Regions from separate parts of the Sus scrofa genome. Here region 2 is linked to region 1. Evidence: chromatin contacts called from public HiChIP or PLAC-seq data. All regions are on one chromosome and are shown on one strand. Each heading gives the region's core, a stretch centred on a gene start, on an enhancer-like site or on the middle of the called end of the contact. The rest is flanking DNA. Distances are from core to core; before and after follow the strand shown. Region 1 holds the start of SPRED2 (sprouty-related, EVH1 domain-containing protein 2). Region 2 overlaps CEP68 (centrosomal protein of 68 kDa).

Region 1 (5,278 bases), core at 1,303-3,802:
AAGTCTGAAAGATTACAAGGCCTGGCAGCATATTCCTCCCAACCCATATATTTCAGCCCTAGAAGGGCAACATTTTTCATTTTCCCTTTTCAAGATACAGTCTATAAGTGCAAAGCAAAAGGTGTAACAGAAAGGCCAGCAGGTGTTGGGACAGCCCTGACAAGCACACCAGGTGGGATTCTCTCTCCAGCTGCATATGGGAAGGGTGTCACTACTTATTGGACCAGGGGTTAGTTACTCCAATCAAAGCTCCCTGGGGACCCACAGAAAGGAACTTTCCTTCTCCAAACACCAACCCTCCTAATACCCCCTCTCTCCCAGCCTGACAACAGCGGATGCCAAAGGATAAAGGGGCCTTAAAAAAAAAAAGTGAGTAAATTCTTAGAGCACAGCATTCTGTCACCTGCTGCAATAGACGCCCTCTCTGCAGGCCAGCCCTGAGTCACTTCCCCTCTCCGCACCGAGTCTCAATGCTCGAGGGGGCAAAAGACCTGCAGCCTCGGGCGCTGGCTACCCACAGCCCCCACGCCCCCGCAGACGCGTGCTGGGCCTCGCTTCAGACAAGTCCCCACGGCTGCCGACCGGTTCCCTGCGCCCAAGCCAAAGAAACCCAGCCGGCGCCGCCACTACCTTGGCTAATGGCAGCTCTGAATGAAAGGAGCCGAGGCAAGCTCCGGATTTATGAATGTGCAGGGGAGGAGGGGAGGGATATCATGTGACAATAAAGGAGAGCGTCTTATTCACAAAAAAAAAAAAAAAAAAAAAAAAAAAAAGTGGCTGGTGGCGGGCACTGCCACTGAGCAGCGGCGGCCGTGGCGGTGTGGTGACCGCTCGGACCCGGATCGGATGACCTCAGGCAAGGGCCCGGCGTCCCTCCCTCCGTTGTACCCGCGATCGGAAACGCCTCGGGCGCGGATGGAAGAAAGCCAAACCCGACTCCGTGACTGGAGGGCGGGAGGGAGGTGCACCTTGGCAGGGCGCTGGAGAAAGACACCGGTCCCGCGGTGGGCGGTGAATCCGCCCGGGAGCCCCCACTACGAAGCGCCCAGAGCATTGTTCCCCTCGGGCCCGCGGGCCGGGCACGCACGCTTGTGCACGCGCACACACACATATATACACACACATACACACGCCCGCCCGCTGCCCCGCACGCTCCCGCCGCACACCCTCGGATCCTCCCCCAGGAGCAGCAGAGACCCCGCGGGGGGCGCCAGTCCCGGGCCCGGCAGCGCGTGCAAATTCACTCACAAGCGCTGCGAGACCCCTGGGCAGCTCCTGCACGCCGGCCCTCGCGGGGACACAGGCGCACGCAGACCCCCGCGCAGCCCGCGCCCAGTCCTCTCTCCGCTCCGCCGTGTTTTTTTATGAATGAAAATGTGGTATGCAAATGAGAGCGATTCAAGAAAACGAAATGGCGGAGCCTGGGCCCCAGAGGGCTCCCAAAAGGAGCGTCGGGCGAGCAGCGGGGCGGGAGAGTCACAAAGTCACTGTGTTAAAACCCACCGACGCCGGGGAGCCGGAGCGGGGGTGTCAGGTCTTCCGCTCCCGCCGCCGAGGATCTCGGGGGGAGGGGTGTTTGTGAGTCCCCGGAGAGGGAGCGGGGACAGCCCCGAGGTCACCCGCGCGCCCTTGGCCCCCGCAGCGGCCACCAGCCCGCCGACTCAAGGCGCGCCCCCAACGGCCCGCAGCAGCTTTTGCCCCCTCCTCACTTCAACAACAAGGGGTCAAATCTCGCATCCTAAACCCACAGACCAGCTATTCGCTGCACCCCACGCCAAGTTCACCCAACCAGCGTCCCCGCCCGCGTCCTCAGCCCCGGACTCCACGCTGCCCCCGCGGGACACCCTCGTTCCACCCCGCGGCCAAACTTACTCGTCCGGGTGTGTTTCTTCGGTCATTTTCCTGTTCACCTAGACGCCTGTCCCGCGGCGAGCAGCTTTGCTCCCTTCATCTTCCTGTCCGCTCACCCCCCTTCTTCACATCTCCGGAGATCGCCTGATTTGGTGGGGGCGGGGGGGGTGCTAAAGATGAAGGGGGCGCCGCAGAAGGCAGAAGGGGAAGCTGGGTGACCGGAGCGCGGGGTGAGGTCTGGAGGAAGGGGTGCACAGGCAAGCTTGGGTCGGGGGGAGCGAGCGCCGCAGCGCCGAGGGTCGAGGCGGGCGGGGGCTCGGGGTTCGGAAGCGGGCAGAGGGGAATGATTTGGGCAGGGGACGGCGGTGGGGGAGAGGAGGAGAAAAACAAGCTCTCCGTGGAGCGGCGGGGACTGCGGAGAGCGGGAGAGGGCCAGCAGCCGGTGGGGGCTCAGCCTTGGGTCGCCCCCGGGGGGCTGGGCCAATCACGGTTCCGGGGAGCGGTCGGAGGCCGGGGGAGGTGCGCCTGGGAGGCGGTGCAGGGCGCCCCGTCCGAGCCCCATCTCTCGACTCCACCGATTTACTCCATATTGGATTCTCACCGCCGCCAACAGGAGGAGGAAGTAGGGCGGAAGCGATGACGTCTTCCCAGCCGCCAGAGGTGGTGGAGTGCAAAAAGCTTCCTACTTGCGACCGAAAAAAAAAAAAAAAAAAAAAAAAAAAAAAAAGGAGAAAAAAAAAAACTTTGTCTCGCCTATTGAGCATGCTCGGCTTCCTTTCCCCCTCCCTCCTGGCTTCCACTCCCGGAGGAGCCCGGGAGCGGAGTTGTTTGCGCCGCGTCTGACTCCGGATCCTCCTTAGTTAGGCTCCGGGTTTTAAAATGCCCGAGAGGAGGGAGGAGGCGGCAGCCGGGGACTCGCACACATCTGGCTCCCGTTTGGCTCCCTCCCTCCTTCCAAACGCCTGGATTAAAATTCAGAGGGTGAGGAGAGGAGGGGGGTAGACGTAGAGCTCTGGAGGGGACTGGTGGGGTGCTCCGGCTCAGAAGACCAATTACCCGCCACCGTGGGGCCGGAGGGTGGAGGCGGTACAGGTGCCTCTGCCAAGATTCTGTATGGCAGAGGCTTTTCAGTTACACATGAAATCTTGTGATTTTTTTTTCTTGGTAGGGGAACGGGCATTCTAAAGGAAACATTATTTTGTGCATTTTATAAAAAAAGGTAAATCCAACAAGCCCAGAAACTTGCATTCCAGTAGAAATGATGGATTTTCCCAGGTTAAAACGTAAACCCAGGAGTTCCCTTGTGGCTCAGCGGGTTAAGGATCCTGCATTGCTACTGTAGCTGCTCAGGTCACTGCTGTGATGCGGGATGGATCCCTGGTCCACGAATTTCCATATGCCCCGAGCACGATAAAAAAAAAAAAGGTAAACCCAGGAGTTCCCATCGTGGCCCAGCGGAAACGAATCCGACTAGGAACCATGAGGTTGTGGTTCGATCCCTGGCCTTGCTCTAGTGGGTTAAGGATCAGGCGTTGCCGTGAGCTGTGGTGTAGGTCGCAGACGCGGCTCTGATCCCGCGTTGCTGTGGCTCTGGCTTAGGCCGCGGCAGCAGCTCTGATTAGATCCCTAGCTTGGGAACCTCCATATGCCGCTGGTGCGGCCCTAAAAAAAGACAAAAAAGGAAAAAAAAAAAAAGTAAATCCAAATATGGTTTTTTAGTTGTTCAGTAAATCTCTCTCAAGCTGGTGGAGGATGGTCCTTGACCCAGGCCCTTGAAGGCCGCCGATCCTGGGCCAGAGGTTACCATCCACATGGGCTTTGGCACAGTGAGATGGGAAGATGGAGACCTCCTCGAGTCTCCCCTCCATGCACTCCCCTTTGTCTTTAAATTATTTTCCTGCCTTGGCCTGGGACCATGAGCCTGGGTGGGTTCCCGCTTTCTAAAACAGCACTGTCTAGGCAATGGGCAGACCACCTTTACAATTGCACACAGAATCTTTGCTTGGCTTGATGCTCTGCTGTTGCAGTCTTAAAATTCTTTATAGTGTTTGAACAGGGAGCTCCACATTGTTTTCCTTGCCATGGGTCCCACAAATTCCATAGCCATTGGATATTTACTTCTGGGGTCTTACTAGGGAGCAAGAGATACAGTCCCTGCCCTTTCCAGTTCTCCAAACACAGTAGACTTTTCTATCCTCCTGAATGTGCCGAGACAATACGCAGAGATTTTTTTTTTTTTGTCTTTTTGCCTTTTTTGGGGGGCCGCTCTTGCAGCATATGGAGGTTCCCAGGCTAGGGGTCTAATCCAACCTCATGGTTCCTGGTTGGATTCGTTAACCACTGAGCCACGACGGGAACTCCAACACAGAGATTTTTAACGTAATAGCAACCACTGAAAAAATTGAGAAGATTAAGTATATGCCTCAAGTATAGTATACCTAAAGGGTATATCTGTGCATTTGGAGAGCCACAAGTATGCCAAAGATAGTAAGAGTTTCACTCTGAGTCAAGGAAAAATTAGTGGTTAACCCTAGGCTTTGTGCTTTTCACAATCATGATCTTTGTGGACATGGGTTGGGGTTCACGCACCTCTGATGATGAGTGCTGGTGTGGTGGTAAAAAGAGGACTAGACAGGGGAGGCACACCTGGTTTCTGGTTTTCTCCTAGCAGCCCTGAGACCCTGCATGAGGCTTAGTGATCCTCTGGTTTCTTTGAGAAATAGGGATAACAAAGCCGCAATTGTCCTTCTCAGTTTTTGAGACCACTGAGAATCTATGAGAAAGCACTAAACAAAGCAAGACTTCATTATCTAAATCCTCATAAGGCTAAAACATCTACCCAATTCTCACCTTTGCCCACTGTTGCTTTTCTCAATGTTTGAAAGAGTTCCCACTCAGTCACTGCTGAACATGGACATTTGTCCATTTCAAAATTATCCAACCAATGGGCATCTCTTTGGCTTCACTCTCCAGTTTAAGAGTGCTCAAATGGCACGGTGGCAGGTGAAATGATTGTTAATTTCTGCAGGTAGGCAAGCTGAATCTGTGTCATTACAACTCAGTCATCCAGGTTCTGCTAATAGCACTAAATGGCCCAACCTGGAGACCAGGCAGCCAGAGGAGCAAAAGAAAACGTTGTAAAGTCTAGGAGCTACCACGTCCCCACTTAGCTGTTCTGCAGAAAGACTGCAGCAGGTCCTTAGGTTCTCTGAGCCTTGGGTGCAGTGTCTGTAGTGCCAGGATAATATCCACAACATAGGGTTGTTGGGAGAATTAAATGGCTTTTATAAAGTGAAGTCACAGCTGCAAATAGGAGATTAGTGGCAACACGTTCTTCCCTCTAACTGATGGATTACCAAAGGCTCTCCTTTCCACTCCTGGCCCTTTGTTTCTCTTAAAAACAACAACAACAACTTACAATTGTCTT
Region 2 (5,758 bases), core at 2,020-4,519, 370 kb before region 1:
GGGTGGTTGGTTCAGATGGAGGTGGACTTGAGGTGGCTTTCTATCCTTTTATCGTCAGTCTCTTTTCGTGAAGAAACCTTTGAAGTTGTTCACAAACATTGTGAAAAGTGGAAGCAGTCTTCCTCCTAGCTCTAAACCTGTTTGCCAGACCTTGAGGTGGCAGATGCACCCCCTGAGGGGGGGATATTGCCTCACTTCCAGGTTTTCCTGTACCACTCTCTGGTGGCAGGAAACAGGCTGAGTTGTTCATATCCTGGAGGAGGTCTCCTTGGCAGGTCTCTTAAATTATTTGGCGTCTCCCAAAGACCATACCTCTTTTTGCTTGTAATTGTCTCAGAATTCTGGTCTCTGAGTCTGCTTTCAGTGTAGCCACATGAATCTTGAATCTTTTCTAGGGAATGCTATTCTCTTTTACAAAAAATATATAGTTAATTTAGAGTGTTGTGTCAATTTCTGCTGCATAGCCAAGTGACTCTGTAGTACTATTCTTTCTGAAGATGCCCTTCCAATTGTGACATTTATAATTAGCCATTAAAAACCTACCACAAGGTGTGTGATTTTTCTAGTGTCCTGTTGGAAAGACCTTAGGACAAGGATCATAAATTTCCTTCTGTGTATGCCTCACATAAGGTAGGCACTCAGTGAATGGTTGTAAAGATATTAGAGTGTTTTTTTCAGAGTGCCGAAACATTGCTGCACTTACCAACCTCCTGAGAACTTGCTAAAATGTAGATTCTGATTCCAAAGCTCTGGGGTGGTGCCTAAGAATCTGCATTCCCAACCAGCTTTGAGGTGATGCAGATGCTGCTCTTCCATGGACAGCACCTTGAGTAGAAAGGTACCAACATAAGCATCTATGTTTGCTTTTTAGACATACTGGTAAACAGGCTTTGTATTCTTCTAGTATTGGGATAAAGTCTTGGATTTGGGAGCCTTTTTTCCTGTTACTTTTTATTTTCTTCTTACCAGTTCCTTTATTGTGTTCCAAAAAATGATTTGAGGTATCTTTCCAAAATAGTTCAATGTAACAGGATTTTAATTAAAGTGATTGAGGGAGTTAGGGTAAAAGAAAATTAAGAGAAGTCAAAGATGAGTTTAATACAAAAGATGAGTGCCTCTCTGTGCTATACATTTTATTTATTTACTTTTGGCCATGCCCACAGTATGTGGAAGTTCCCCTGCTTAGGGATCGAACCCATGCTACGTCAGTGACCCGAGCCACTGCAGTGACCATGCCAATACTTAACCTACAAGTTCCCACAAGGGAACTTCCTGTGCTATACATTTTACTTGGATGGGACTACAGATTTGATTCTGAGCTTCCAAGCTGCAAAGGCAAAGAGGAAATTTCTTTAAAAATCAGTTTTATAAGGTATGTGTGCCCAGGAGTGGGACTGATGGATCATATGGTAGTTCTATATTTAGTTTTCTGAGGTACTTCCACACTGTTTTCCATAGTAGTTGTACCAGTTTACATTCCCAGCAGCAGTGTAAGAGGGTTCCCTTTTCTCCACACCCTCTCGAAGATTAATTGACAGCAGGTGTCTGGTTTATTTCTGGGTTCTCTATTCTGTTTTATTGGCTTGTATGTCTGTTTTTGTACCACTGCCACACCATCTTGATGACTGTAGCTTTGTGATATTGTCTGAAGTCTGTGAGAGTTGTGCCTCCTGCTTAGTTTTTCTTCCTCAGAATTGCTTTGGCAATTCTGGGTCTTTTATGGTTCCATATAAATTTTTGGATTGTTTGTTGTAGTTTTGTGAAAAATGTCATGGTAATTTGATAGGGATTGCATTGAATCTGTAGATTGCTTTGAATAGTATGGCCATTTTAACAATATTCTTCCAATCCAGGAGCATGGAATATCTTTCCATTTCTTTGAATCCTCTTTAATTTCCTTGATTAATGTTTTATAGTTTTCAGCATTTAAGTCTTTCACCTCCTTGATCGGGTTAATTCCTGGGCATTTGATTTTTTGGAGGTGTGATTTTAAATGGCACTGTATTTTTATATTCCTTTTCTAATATTTCATTGTTAGTATACAGAAATGCAACCGATTTCTGAATGTTAATCTTGTATCCTGCTACTTTGCTGAATTCATTGATCAGTTCGAGTAGTTTTTGTGTGGAGTCCTTAGGGTTTTCTATATATAGTATCATGTCATCTGCATAGAGTGACAATTTTACCTCTTCTCTTCCAATTTGGATACCTTTTATTTCTTTTGTCTGATTGCTGTGGCTAGGACTTCCAATACTATGTTGAATAAAAGTGGTGAGAGTCGGCATTCTTGTCTTGTTCCAGATTTTAGCAGAAAGGCTTTCAGCTTCTCTCTGTGGAGTACTATATTGGCTGTGGGTTTGTCATAAATAGCTTTTAGTATGTGAAGGTATGTTCCTTCTGTACCTACTTTGGTAAGAGTTTTTATCACTAGTGGATGTTGGATTTTGTCAAATGCTTTTTCTGCATCTAATGAGATGATCATGCAGTTTTTGACTTTTCTTTTGTTAATGTGATGTATGACGTTGATAGATTTGTGTATGTTTAACCATCCTTGTGAACTTGGGATGAATCCCACTTGGTAGTGGTGTATGATCATTTTTTATATGTTGTTGGATTTGGTTGGCTAAAAATTTGTTGAGAATTTCTGTGTCTATATTCATCAAAGATACTGGCCTATAATTTTCTTCTTTGGTAGTATCTTTGTCTGGTTTTGGTATTAGGGTAATGGTGGCTTCACAGAATGTCTTTGACTGTGTTCCTTCTTCAGACTTTTGGAAAAGTTTAAGAAGGATGGGTATAAGTTGTTCTTTTTATGTTTGGTAGAATTTGCCTATGAAGCCATCAGGTCCTGGACTTTGTCTATAGGGAATGTTTTTATTACATATTCAATTTGATTCTAGGGATCAGTCTGTTCAGTTAACCTGTTTCTTCTTGATTCAGTTTGGTAGTCTGTATGTCTCTAGAAAGTTGACCATTTTGTTGGCATATAATTGTTCATAGTATTACTATTATTTTCGTATTTCTGCAATATCTGTTGAGATTTCTCTTTTTCATTTCTTTTGTTTGAGTTCTTTCCACTTCTTGATGAGTCTGGCCAGAGAGAGGTTTGTCAGTTCAGTTTACCCCTTCAAAAGAACCACCTCTTGGTATTATTGGTTTTTTGTTTGTTTTGGTTTTGGTTTTTAGGGCCACACATATGGAAGTTTCCAGGCTAGGGGTCAAATCAGAGCTGCAGCAGGCAGCCTGTGCCACACCCAGAACCTTAACCCACTGAGTGAGGCTCGGAATCCAGCCTGCCTCCTCGTGGTTACTAGTTGGGTTCATTATCATTGAGCCACAACAGGAACTTCTCTATTTTTTGAATCTCTATTGATTTCCTCTCTGGTTTTTTATGATTTCTTTCCTTTTGCTAACTTTAGGTTTTGTTTGCTCTTCTTTTTCTAATTTTTTAGGTGGTAGGTTAAGTTGTTGATTTCAGATTTTTCTTCTTTTTTGAGGAAGGCATGTATTGCTATGGACTTCCCTCTATGAACTGCTTTTGTGACATCTCATAGATTTTGAATGGTTGTGTTTTCATTATCATTTGTCTCGTGGTATTTTTTAATTTCCCTTTTGATTTCCTTGTTGACCCATTGCTTTTTAGTAACATGTTGTTTAATCTACATGTAGTCAGTTTTTTATCATATCTTTTCTATGGTTGATTTCTCGTTTCATCCCATTGTGGCCAGAGAAGATACTTGAAATAATTTCTTTTTTTTTTTTTTTTATTATTATTTTCCCACTGTACAGCAAGGGGGTCAGGTCATCCTTAGATGTATACATTGCAGTTACAGTTTTTTTCCCCCACCCTTTCTTCTGTTGCAACATGAGTATCTAGACATAGTTCTCAATGCTATTCAGCAGGATCTCCTTATAAATCTATTCTAGGTTGTGTCTGATAAGCCCAAGCTCCCGATCCCTCCCACTCCCTCCCTCTCCCATCAGGCAACCACAAGTCTCTTCTCCAAGTCCATGATTTTCTTTTCTGAGGAGATGTTCATTTGTGCTGGATATTAGATTCCAGTTATAAGTGATATCATATGGTATTTGTCTTTGTCTTTCTGGCTCATGAAATAATTTCTATACTCTTAAATTTGTTGAGGTTAGTTTTGTGGCCCAGTATGTGATCAGTCCTTGAGAATGTTCCATGTGCACTTGAAAAGAATGTGTATTCTAATTTTTTTGAATGTAGTGTCCTGAAAATATCAATCAAGTCTAACTTTTCTATTGTGTCATTTAGGATCTCTGTTGCCTTGTTGATTTTCTGTGTGGAAGATCTGTCCATTGATGTGAGTGGGGTGTTAAAGTCGTCTTCTATGATTGTATTCCTATCAATTTCTCCACTTACGTCTGTTAGTATTTGTTGTATGTATCTGGGTGCTCCTATATTAGGGGCATATATATTGGTGATTGTAATATCCTCTTCTCGAATGGATCCTTTAATTGTTAAATAGTGTCCTTTTTGTTCCTTATGGCCTTATGGCCTTCATTTTAAAGTCTGTTTTGTTTTGTGTGAGTATTGCAACTTCTGCTTTCCTGTCTTTTCCATTTGAATGAAATATCTTTTCCCATCCCCTCACTTTCAACTTATTTGTGTCCTTTGCCCTAAGGTGAGTCTCTTGTAGGCAGCATATTGAAGGCTCTTGTTTTTTTTAATCCAGTCTGCCAGTCCGTCTGTTTTGATTGGAGCATTCAGTCCATTGACACTTAAGATGATAAGTGATAAACATGTATTTATCACCATTTTAAACCTTTTCTGGTTGATTCTATGTTTTTCCTTTGTTCCTTTCTTTTTTTGGTTGGATGTTTTCCTTTTATGTTATGCCTGTGTTCTCTTCTTTTGAGTTTTTGTGACTGTATTGTTTGGTTTTGATTTGTGGTTGCCCTGTTTTTCAAGTATATTAACCCCTTCCTATATCTACTTGCTTTATCCTGATAGTCATATAGGCTCAAACACATTCTAAAAAAAAAGAGTCTAGATTTTCTTACTTTCCTTTTCCGTATTTTATGATTTTGACATCCTTTTTTAACATCTTCATGTTTATCTTGTTTATCCTTTTGCTGTTCCTGTATTTATTGTTGCTTTTACAATAGGTTTTGTTTGTTTTCCTTTTAGATCTGTAAACTCGCTTATTTAAGTTATTACTTTCCAGTTGTGATTTCTTCCATCCTGTTTCTTCTTTCTTCTTTTTTATTTAGAGGCGCTCTTGCAGTATTTCTTTTAGAATGGCTTTAGTTTTGCTGTACTCTTTCAGTTTTTGTTTGTTGGAGAAATTCTTTAAATGATATTCTTCTATTTTAAATGATATTCTTGCTGGGTAGACTATTTTAGGCTGCATTTTTTTTCCCTTTTAGAACTTCGAATATATCTTGCCACTCTCTTCTGGCCTGTAGTGTTTCTGTAGAGAAATCAGCTGATATTCTTATGGGGGTTCCCTTATAGTTAACTCTTAGTTTTTCTCTTGCTGCCTTTAGAATCCTCTATTTACCTTTAACTTTTGCCATTTTTATTATAATATCACTTAGTGTGGACCTGTTTGAGTTCAACTTGTTTGAGGCCTTCCTGTATCTTGATATTTGTTTCCTTTAAATTTGGAAAGTTTTCAGCCATAACTTCTTCAAATATATTTTCAGTCCCCTTTTCTTTTTCTTCTCCTTCTGTAATCCCTATTATGCATAGATTGGCCTATTTTATATTATCCCATAGATCTCTTATATT

What was found. HiChIP or PLAC-seq counts read pairs in DNA pulled down with a chosen protein or histone mark.
Region 2: an H3K27ac HiChIP or PLAC-seq map of alveolar macrophages shows a contact between it and region 1. The contact joins the enhancer-like site here to the promoter of SPRED2 in region 1. A contact is called at or near these places in 4 of 47 Hi-C or Micro-C datasets (embryonic fibroblasts, heart right ventricle, skeletal muscle and 1 more) and 2 of 2 datasets of contacts at active chromatin or transcription factors (alveolar macrophages and skeletal muscle).

What each region holds. Positions count from the first base shown.
Region 1 is chr3:76,524,920-76,530,197 of Sscrofa11.1, reverse strand. It overlaps SPRED2 (sprouty-related, EVH1 domain-containing protein 2), which reads right to left and starts at 2,552. Exons shown (of 7, transcript XM_021087442.1): 1 at 1,873-2,552. The coding sequence starts at 1,898.
Region 2 is chr3:76,893,387-76,899,144 of Sscrofa11.1, reverse strand. The region is part of intron 1 of CEP68 (centrosomal protein of 68 kDa); the gene reads left to right. Among named protein-coding and RNA genes, the nearest start is that of CEP68, 36 kb to the left of the region's middle. Within about 2 kb of position 3,269, at least 1 of the 83 cell types and tissues checked has an H3K27ac peak or open chromatin away from gene starts, as enhancers often do. A contact at or near this core is called in alveolar macrophages, where this site is marked.